3 separate regions of the Zea mays genome follow, and regions 2 and 3 are each linked to region 1. The links are chromatin contacts, called in public Hi-C maps. All regions are on one chromosome and are shown on one strand. Each heading gives the region's core, a stretch centred on a gene start, on an enhancer-like site or on the middle of the called end of the contact. The rest is flanking DNA. Distances are from core to core; before and after follow the strand shown. Region 1 holds the start of LOC542315 (starch branching enzyme 1). Region 2 holds the start of LOC542369 (catalase 1). Region 3 has its middle 65 kb from the start of LOC103628242.

Region 1 (3,151 bases), core at 367-2,866:
CTGTGGAGATACTATGTAAATGTCACAGGAGTTGGCCTGTGGTGATGTGCGATAACCGGGCCAGTGGGTTCTGAGCGTAAGACGAGGTCTCTAGCAATGATATGTTGTAGCGTGACTAAATCGAGATGAGCAATCAGGTTGTTGTCTGTTGATTCTTTCGGCTGACCATTTCGGCTGCTGAGGCCTTGATCCTGTATTTGAGATGTCAGGCCTACTTAGAGCAAATGCTGGAAGGAAGCAATGTGCCTGTTCTGAGGTCCCTCCAGCATCACTTGTAATTTGTAAAGTACTCAAGTACAGACTAGAACTAGTCATGCATACCAGAAGAATAGATAGATGTTTCAGAAGTTGAGGCCTGAGATGCCGTGCCACTCTATTTGCTCTGTTTCATGCTTTGCCGTTATTATATCACTATTTTCACTGTTCATTCTAAGGCCGTTGTCACACGGGTACCAGAAGAGCAGAACACCTTTTTACGTTCCTTTTGCTGCTATGGATGGACTTCGAGAGTTCCTTGAGAAAGCACTCTCATCTATCTTTCCAATTCCTTGTTTCCTTGTGGATCCTGATCACTGAAGATGGCCATTTGATTTTTCACTTTTCAGTTATATATAAAGTGAAGACGGTTGTCTCACGCAATATGTGAAGTGCAAGATGAGCTCTACACTGCAAGGAACCCCAAGAAAAAACCACAGGTAAGTTTGTCTGATTGACAACGGCTAGAGCTGTCTGACGATGCAGATGACTCCGCATGTTCATTCATCACTTTAATTTGTTAGAAAAGCTACACAAAAAGCACATCAGAAAAAAAGAAGAAAAAGCTATTTAGTGGTACTACTAGTTGCAACTTGCAATAATGATGATGATAAATCTGCACAAGCCATAGCTATGCTATATGCTATAGCTATGTATATGTACACAAAAAATACATTTTTTGTGCTATTTTTTTTACCGCTAGTATAATATCCATGTCTTGCTACAACACACAATCATATTTAATACCTATAAAAAATAAATTTAATATTAAAATAAACATATGGTCCACACCATATATTAAACTGCTAAAAACAAATATTATAACTCATTTGATCGTTCATCCTCTTTCGGTTAGTGAGGTGGACAGTGAGAGCGCTGCATCGTGTTATTGGGTTTGACTGGTTTCTCACGGCTCATCTGTGTTGTAACGACCTATCTATGGTCAAACAAACTATTAGGATTATTGTTAGGCGAAAAATGAGGGAGATAAATAAACCTATAAGCAGGACACATGAAACATATGCTTTAAACAGTAGAGATTAACAACATAAAATAAAAAAAGGCAAACCGGGAAGCGTGCAAGCCCAAAGGCCAATCGGCCCAGAACCAGCTCCACGGTTGTTCGTGTCCGCCCACGTGGCACGCCCGGCCATTCCGGGCCCACAGATCCGGCTCAGGGTCATGTGCCACTGCCATGGCCCCCTCCTTGTCGCAGCGGCAGATTGCGACGGGGAAGAAAGGTGAGGAGACCAAGCGAAAAAAATCACGCTTTCATTGCGAGGGGGGAGGATAGGGAGGAAGACGCCAAGCCAGCTCCAGTCCGGCACCCGATATAAAGCGGCAGGCACTTGGATTGCTGACGAGATGGGACTCACACGCCGTCACAATGCTGTGCCTCGTGTCGCCCTCTTCCTCGCCGACTCCGCTTCCGCCGCCGCGGCGCTCTCGCTCGCATGCTGATCGGGCGGCACCGCCGGGGATCGCGGTAAGCTGCGGCGATCCGGGGGCTGGTGGATTTACTACTTTTGCTTTTTTTTCTTCTGTACTGATGGTTCATAGTTTCGCAGGGTGGCGGCAATGTGCGCCTGAGTGTGTTGTCTGTCCAGTGCAAGGCTCGCCGGTCAGGGGTGCGGAAGGTAGATCTTTCCCCAGATTAGAACACGTTGTTACGGACAAAATGGAATTTGGTAGTAGTTTTGGAGAGAGAAAAAAAACTCTGGAATTTGTGGATTGGGTCTCGCTCTCGCTTTGGATTTGGCTCTAGTGCTTTGTTATCAGTAGTAATCATTTTACCAAGTCTAGCGGATCTCAGATTTCAACTGAAGTTGTTTAAATTTTGGTGGTTGGTTTTCTTCAGCCATCCTAATCATTTATTACATAATAATTAGTTGAAATAAAGTGCTATATTTGATATTTCTGTGGTTGCTGCAGCAGCTAATTAGCTTCACTACATTTTCACGTGTTAGCTTCTATTGCTCGTGTAATTCTGAATCTGGCTTTAACGCACTGTGCAAGGTCAAGAGCAAATTCGCCACTGCAGCTACTGTGCAAGAAGATAAAACTATGGCAACTGCCAAAGGCGATGTCGACCATCTCCCCATATACGACCTGGACCCCAAGCTGGAGATATTCAAGGACCATTTCAGGTACCGGATGAAAAGATTCCTAGAGCAGAAAGGATCAATTGAAGAAAATGAGGGAAGTCTTGAATCTTTTTCTAAAGGTTAGGCTTAATACATTCAAATGCTAATACAAGGACCATTTCACAATATTTATAGCACCTGCCCATGCCGCAAAATATTATCTGCATCATCAACATTTCCGGATTTTGTATTTTTTTCAGGCTATTTGAAATTTGGGATTAATACAAATGAGGATGGAACTGTATATCGTGAATGGGCACCTGCTGCGCAGTAAGTTCTAATGTTGTCATGCAAACATGATGTACTGGCGGGGTATCGTTTTTTCCCATTTTGCTTGTGAAGAGATATCGTCTGATAGTAACTATATTAAAAAAAAAGAACAGCTAAAACACAGGAGAGTAATCAATGTTTGGGAGTAGAAAACTGTTCGGATATTTCATTCTTGTGCAAGACTGTCATGTCTTAGCTGAGGAGGCTATTTTTTTTCTTGCTGTGATTACATAATGCTGTTTTCTTCTTATGACAATATACTTTCCACTATTTTAATAGATTGATGCATTTGACTTGAGTTTTTTACTCATGGGTGTAGGGAGGCAGAGCTTATTGGTGACTTCAATGACTGGAATGGTGCAAACCATAAGATGGAGAAGGATAAATTTGGTGTTTGGTCGATCAAAATTGACCATGTCAAAGGGAAACCTGCCATCCCTCACAATTCCAAGGTTAAATTTCGCTTTCTACATGGTGGAGTA
Region 2 (3,524 bases), core at 933-3,432, 260 kb before region 1:
CTGTTCTTTTAAGCAAAAGGCACTTATATCTGCGTCACAAATAGGTAATCAGAATTTAATTTCATAAAAAGAAGTTCATCATGGCAAGGTCAAAGGTCAACTTAAACAGGAGGAGGTAACTTAAGTTTCAATTACAGAAAAAAGAAAGATACAGTTCATTCCTATGAGAAAAATGACCTAGAGACATCATTTCGTCTGAATAACAGCTCATGTCAAGGACCATCTACAGGGCTAAAGTACACATCACTAAGCAATAGTTGAAATCAGCTAAACGTTTGATATTACATGCTTTCATGAATGCATACAACATACATTGACAGAAAAGTACTTGCCAAGATGTATCATATAACTCACAACGGTTCTAAAAAAGAATGTTTCTTTTTAAGACATAACAAAAAAAAATAGAACAGTTAAGACATGTATCTCTTTCCCCTAGGAGGCGAGTTAAAATTTATCCTCAGTACCTCTCTGGTGTAGAACTTGACAGCAAAACCACGTGGATCCCTCAAGGTCTCAGGGCTTCCACGCTCATGCACAACTGTAGAGAAACGGACAATAACAGGTGTCTGGACCCCAGGAGCACGGAGAAAATCAGCACATGTAAGGTGAGAGACATCATGAGTGACCTCAAAGAAACCCTTGGCACTGGCTCCCCGTGCATGCACAACACGTTCAGGGATACGTTCTCTGTCGAACTGAGCAAGCTTTTCGATTAGATGATAATCCTCAAGGAGGATTGGACCTGTCAAAGAAAAACACATCGTGTGGAACAATATATCAGCAATTGTTAGCTAATAACACCAAAACAGAAAGTGAAGCAGGTACTATACAATAAAACAAACTCCTAAAACAAAAGGCTTCTCATATTTCTGACATATATACTCTGATAGAAACATATTGGTTTCAGATAGGCATATTGTATGTATCCTGTTCCTGCAATTGATGGACACTTTTTGTGGCAAATTGACAATGACATTCAGAAGAGCCAAACAGGGCTTGCAATCACTTTCAAAGCTCGGTCATACATTCTGAACAAAGAAGAACCAAGGATTAAGGTTTCCAGCAGTGATTTAACCTACCCCAGGTAACCATCGAAAGTAAACACACTGTATCAGTAACAATTAACTGTGATTACCCTCCGCTGACTTTACTACTCTCCAAGTGTCCCTCACCTAGGATTATCACTATGACTCCATGATGGCATTTCGTACCGGGAATGTGCTTTCTTTCCCTTAAGTAACGTAATGGTTCGACAGCGACTGGCAAAAATATCAGGACAAAAGCTTCACCTTACAGCTGATACAAGGAATAAGTCCTTTGGGCAAGTCTCAAATTCATTGACGATATTCGGACAGGTGAATCAACGACAACCCGCATGTACAGAGCAGGCAAAATTAGTCACTGGAAATTAATTAAAAGCACATCAAGATGCAAGCTTTGAATGGATGGGAAGCGAAATCCTCTGGCTTCCACGGTGCAATAATAGGCCTCAAAGCAAAGCTAGAACAGATCATTTATGCCTCGGATGGGTCTCGCACAAATCAAGAACATATATGCTACATACATAGTGAGTACATACAGGATCGTGCAAGGGAAAATGAAACCGGGATGGAGAGACGAGACAAATGAAGGCAGCAGCATGTCAGCTACAGGATAAACAGAGAGAGGGGTTGTGGTCTGACCTCGCTGTCCGACGGTGAGGGCAGAGTTGTTGTTCCAGACGGGGGCGCCGGAGTTGGTGGTCCAGAAGCTGGAGTTGCTCCCACTAGACGGGCGGTGCTGCAAGAACGAAGAGTCCCCCAGATCGAGCGCATCAATCAAGTCAGACGAGCGAATGCATCAATCAAGGGCGGAAACAAGATGCGGAATTGATTTGAGGATCTAGCACATAGGGCAAAATCGATGAAGAAAGAATTCTAAATCGAAAAAAAAGCACCTTGTATGGATCCATGGCTGCCGGTGGGATCACGTCGAGCGGGCGGGCCGAAGGGATTGGGGAGCAAACGCCTCTAGACTAGGGGGGAGAAGGAGAAGGCGAGAAGGGGGGAGAAAACAATGTCGGTTCGGCTGGCGATAAGGACGGGGAGTAGGAAGCCGATTTCCCCCCTTTTTTATCTTAAGGAAATGCCAAGGCCCAACTCCCAAGGGACGGAGAGCCGGGAAACAATGGAGGGAGGATGGCACTGCACGGCACGGCGGTGGTTTCGTGCTCTCCTCGCTGTCCATATTGCCCTCTTCCACCTCCACGTGGACTTCTTGGTTACATGATTCAGCCCGTCGGCGAGGGTGGCCTACTTGCAGAGACGAGGGGAACAGACATAACACCCATTTGCAGTTTGCACCCCGGAAGTTTTGCGTACGTGGTTACCACAAACTTTCCTTGCTAAGACAGAATCTTAACGGCTGCTGGAGCGAAAGAAAAACTCTTCGGTAGTACTTTATCTGTCTTTTTTTTATTTGTTCCGATTTAGTTTAAAAGTAAACTAGCAGACGATAACGAAAATAGTCTATAATTAAGGATCTACCTTTTTAAACAAATCATGTCTAAAGCACTAGATTTATTTTAGAGCAACTTCAATTTAGATATAGAACAAGTCCAATGTCACTGGGTTGCGACAACACACAATCATATTTGGTATTTATAAAAATAAATTTAATATCAAAACGAATATATGATCTACATATTAGATATTAAACTGATAAGAATAAATATTATATTTTATCTTAGCCAAAAGACCGAAAAAGATATAAGTTAAAAAAGAGTCTAGACCCTTTTATAACTCGCTCGACCACCCATCCTTCGGTTAGCGAATTGTTACTATGTAAAGCTTTCTGTCGTATTGTGTTTGGATAGATTCTCATGATCTACCTGTGGTGTAGTAGTCTATTGATAGGCGAGAAGTGAGTGACATGAGGCACGACACACGAAATCTAACGGAGTAGAGATTTCTACAAGTACTAAAAATAAAAGTTTGATGTAGCTTTATGGTAGGGTGCGAGAAACCCACCTAGGTTGCCAATTGTGGCCCGATAAGGCCGACTTCAGCAGTAATGCAAAGTTTATTCATAAAAATTGTTTTACACTGTTCTATACTGTAGACTGCACTATTCATAGAATAAAGTTTGAATATGAGTATTATAAAATATTAGAGATAGTCTAACAGTCCTAGAAGCTCATCTTCTTTTTTTGTCCCGTGGACACCTTGGCCCCACACGTTAGACTCTTCATCTTCCTCCTTTCTTTGTGTAAAGTAGAGGACAACAACTCGTGGGTTGGCGAGCGTGACGTTGGGGCGGCGCGTCTGGAGGCAAACACAGTCGACTGGCAAGGGAGATAGGGCAAGAAAAAAAAGTTTGCTCTGAGTGACTTGTGAGCCTCGAGCGAGCAAGTCGAGTCGAGCTAGTCTTTTAGCTTCGTTAGTGCCGAGGTGGCTTATTCTGGCTCACGGGCTATATGAGCTATATCAAATTAATCAACCTACAGAATAATAATGAATTTTAGATAATTTTATAGGTATTTGGCT
Region 3 (3,449 bases), core at 611-3,110, 500 kb after region 1:
AGAGGATGCCTGAGACAAGCCAAGTTCAAAACGAGTGTCCATATATATAGAGTACAAAGGAAAAATCCCTATATATTAAATGATTGGAACTAGCTAGGCATCTATTTATACACTATTGATTAGTTTATTTGAAATAATATCCAACACATTTGCACCCGTTTTTTGTGTGAATTTGCGTAACACTATTTTGCTGCCAATATAAGCTTCAGTGGAATTTTATTGTGCAAGAATTTATATCATCAATATAATATTAATGTTACGGTGATATTTTTCTACACAGATTCTATATATCATAGTGATGTTTATCGTTCTGTATCTATATTTTATACTAACTTTTAACTTCCGTGGCAACTTGCGGGCTATGTTTTCAAGCAAAGTTGGAGCCTGGGACTCAAATTTCATTGGCTTCAAGAGAAAATTACTGATCTCACTGGGGAAACCCCTGTTGCTGTAAACCCTGCACTTGTGGGTCATCATCTGTTTTTGTTTTGGTATTTCCGTCATTCAGGCAGCACCGGTAATCAGCTTGGTCGTGGCTGATCACTCGTGCTGTGCATGTAGGAAGTAGTGAGCATGTTTAGTTTCAGTAGTGGGCCGGCCGCACAACCCAGACGTGGGGATGGACGCGTTAGTAGGCGGGTTATGTGGCTGGCATCTTGCATTCAGGTGCTGTTTGGTTCCTTGTGAGGAGCGGTAATGTTAATGTAAATGCAAAACCCCGCTAGCTGTTCCGGTTCAACGGGTACCAGGTTTTGTTTGGTAATTGCGTGTGGTTGCTTCTGGTAGAGATGGGACAGTAAGCGGGTGCATATGCGATGGGAAGACGCCAGGATGAGAGCGGTATCATCATTCTGAAGGTCTGTATCTGATAGCGCGTGAATTGATGCCGTTCGAACCGAACCAAACGAGAAGCAAGGTGATTGGGGCCCGCTGTGAATCGTTGACGGATGAAAATACGCGAACCAAACAACACCTCAGTTGTAACTAGGTAGGTGCCCATGCGATGCCACAGAACATAAATTGCGAACCTCCAATAGACTTTATTTGAGACAAGTGATGTCCAAGAAAATGGGGGTAAACTGACACAGCTATCACTTGCATTACTTGCCCTATGCGTGGAAGAATCTGACACAACTATCACCCATGAAGATTTCCGGTTAACTTGTGGAACCGGACTTCATTTGAGACAAGACAACAATACCAGTGTTGAGCTTGCCACTCGGCCATGGCACACGCGAGAACACGGGATGATCAAGTAAGAACTGAACAGAATGCACTAATACAAAAGGATGGCTTGCGTTCGCTTCCTTGCTCCACAGGAAGCATAGCTGATATACAAATCGAGAACACTGGTATAGGTAAAACTTCTCGATTTGCCACATAGTTTATCGTGGTTTTATACGTCCCCGTTGCAATGCACGGGCACTCTCCTAGTATATATATATATATATATATATATATATATATATATATATATATATATATATATATATATATATATATATATATATATATATATATATATATATATATATATATATATATATATATATATATATATATATATATATATGATCAAACCATTTAACGATTCAGTAATCAAATTACACAATGTACAAAATTAATTATTAGTGCGTATATATATATCCAGCACGCCCCTAGAAACAACTTGGTCGACTGTTGGTGTTCTCGTGGGGTCGATCGATGGCACTGGCAGGGCGCGCACGCAGCAGGACACGAGGTGTGTTTTGTTCGCCCGTTACGCGCTATGCATGGCGACATGATCCGCGATGCATGGCCGGCCGCGGCCGCGCGCAGAGGTCGAGGCACTCAGGGTTGGCCGGGCGGCCGCCTGGCTAGCTGCCAGCTGCCTCCTGGTCCTGGCTGCTAACTACTATACGCGTCCTGATCTGCTAGAGAGGCACATGTGTCTCTCGATCGAGTCTCCATGCACCGGGCCAACGGCATATGCATGCTTGTCTTCTTCGTCTAGTGGGTGCGTGGTTTGACATGTAGTACGAGTATCGTCTCTGATCATTAGTTTGACAATGATGCATCATGCATGGGTCGACGATGGCGTGCTGGAGCTGGAGGACGACGACAGAGAGGGAGACAGGATCCGGGAGGCATGCATATCAATGGGCATAACGGGCGACAGGGTCACAGGGGCCTGCCTGCATGCGATGCGATGCGATGCGAGAGAGGGGAGGCCTGGCATATGCAGCCAGATGAGATGCTTCCCTCGTGTTCCGTGCTCCCTGCTCCTCCTGCTGCATGCATACGCTGGTCTCGCTTGTTGTTGGAGCTAGCGACACGGCCCCCTCTGCTCGATCGGATCTCCGCCGCTTGGTCCAGCCGGGACGACGACATGTACGGACGCAACGGCATGTCGTCGCGACCTGTTGAGCTTCAAGGCCAGCCCGGCAGCCCCTGTTCGCTAAGAGAAAAACAGTACAAATTAAAGTAAAGCGAACATGCTAAGTTTTTAAGTAAAGATATATTATATCTTTAGTTCCTATTAGACCTGCTAATGGATAAAAATCCAACCTACGCCCACTCATAACCAAATAATAACTTTGATATTCATCCCACACCCATCCAAAAATATAAGAAGTAAATTAAACCCAACCATCCAATAATATTATTAACCCCAAACCAACCCGTAATTAGGTGGAAACCCCGTAGTTTCAGCTTATTGTGTCACATCAAGCCAACTGCATATACATACACTGATATACAGTGACAATTTTATAGGTAGTTTCAATGATATACAAAAACATAGTCCACGATATAAAAAACAGTGACAATAATATTATACACTGATACAAAAACAAGTTTAGTCGATAAACATTTATGTCTCGAGAGAATAACAAAAAACATATGTTAAAGATCCTTAAGGAACAATTATCTTTTTGGCAAGAAAGATAAACTAGCAGCTGTGAAAAGAGTCTCTGATCAAGCTCGAAGCTAGCAACAATGGAAGGGCACATCTAGGTAGCATCAGAAGCCCACCGAACGACGCATAAATCTCCCTAGAAGTGAAAAGAAAAGAACTATGTGTGAACGGGCCTGGGGCGACAGTGTGTTCGCTTCGTATGCAAGAGCGTGCGCCAGGGGACAGGGGCGTCGGCATCTAAGTGTGAAAGTGTCTAAGCTGGATGCGACCGTCGGTGCACGGGTGAAGACTTGGAGAGTTAGGGTTGAGTTGGGTATGTTGGGACTTGAGACTAAATTGGGAGTAGACTCGAATACAGTCATACGGTCTACGGATAGGTGAAGACCCATAGAAATCCACACCTATACAAATCCATCTACACCCATGGTTATCAACCATTTCAACCCACAATACAAAATAAACGCACCTAACTCATTAACAATTAAAACCTATCATAACCCACCAAAACAAAACTATTTCTTAAACCCACCTAAAATACCTACTTACACCTATC

Evidence for each region. Hi-C and Micro-C count contacts between places; a contact is called where the count stands out from the background.
Region 2: a Hi-C map of ear shows a contact between it and region 1, with 2.2 times the contacts expected there. The contact joins the promoter of LOC542369 here to the promoter of LOC542315 in region 1. A contact is called at or near these places in 5 of 25 Hi-C or Micro-C datasets (ear, endosperm, leaf and 1 more).
Region 3: a Hi-C map of ear shows a contact between it and region 1, with 2.7 times the contacts expected there. The contact joins the enhancer-like site here to the promoter of LOC542315 in region 1. A contact is called at or near these places in 2 of 25 Hi-C or Micro-C datasets (ear and tassel).

The regions. Positions count from the first base shown.
Region 1 is chr5:65,204,355-65,207,505 of Zm-B73-REFERENCE-NAM-5.0, reverse strand. LOC542315 (starch branching enzyme 1) reads left to right here and starts at 1,616. Exons shown (of 14, transcript NM_001111900.1): 1 at 1,616-1,741; 2 at 1,824-1,892; 3 at 2,272-2,479; 4 at 2,600-2,669; 5 at 2,989-3,151. The coding sequence starts at 1,643. It overlaps LOC103626470, which reads left to right. Exons shown (of 9, transcript NM_001368267.1): 9 at 1-155.
Region 2 is chr5:65,469,494-65,473,017 of Zm-B73-REFERENCE-NAM-5.0, reverse strand. LOC542369 (catalase 1) reads right to left here and starts at 2,182. Exons shown (of 8, transcript NM_001254879.2): 1 at 1,937-2,182; 2 at 1,683-1,779; 3 at 465-742. The coding sequence starts at 1,951.
Region 3 is chr5:64,700,747-64,704,195 of Zm-B73-REFERENCE-NAM-5.0, reverse strand. No RefSeq gene overlaps it. Among protein-coding and RNA genes, the nearest start is that of LOC103628242, 65 kb to the right of the region's middle. Within about 2 kb of position 1,860, at least 13 of the 20 cell types and tissues checked have an H3K27ac peak or open chromatin away from gene starts, as enhancers often do. A contact at or near this core is called in ear and tassel, where this site is marked.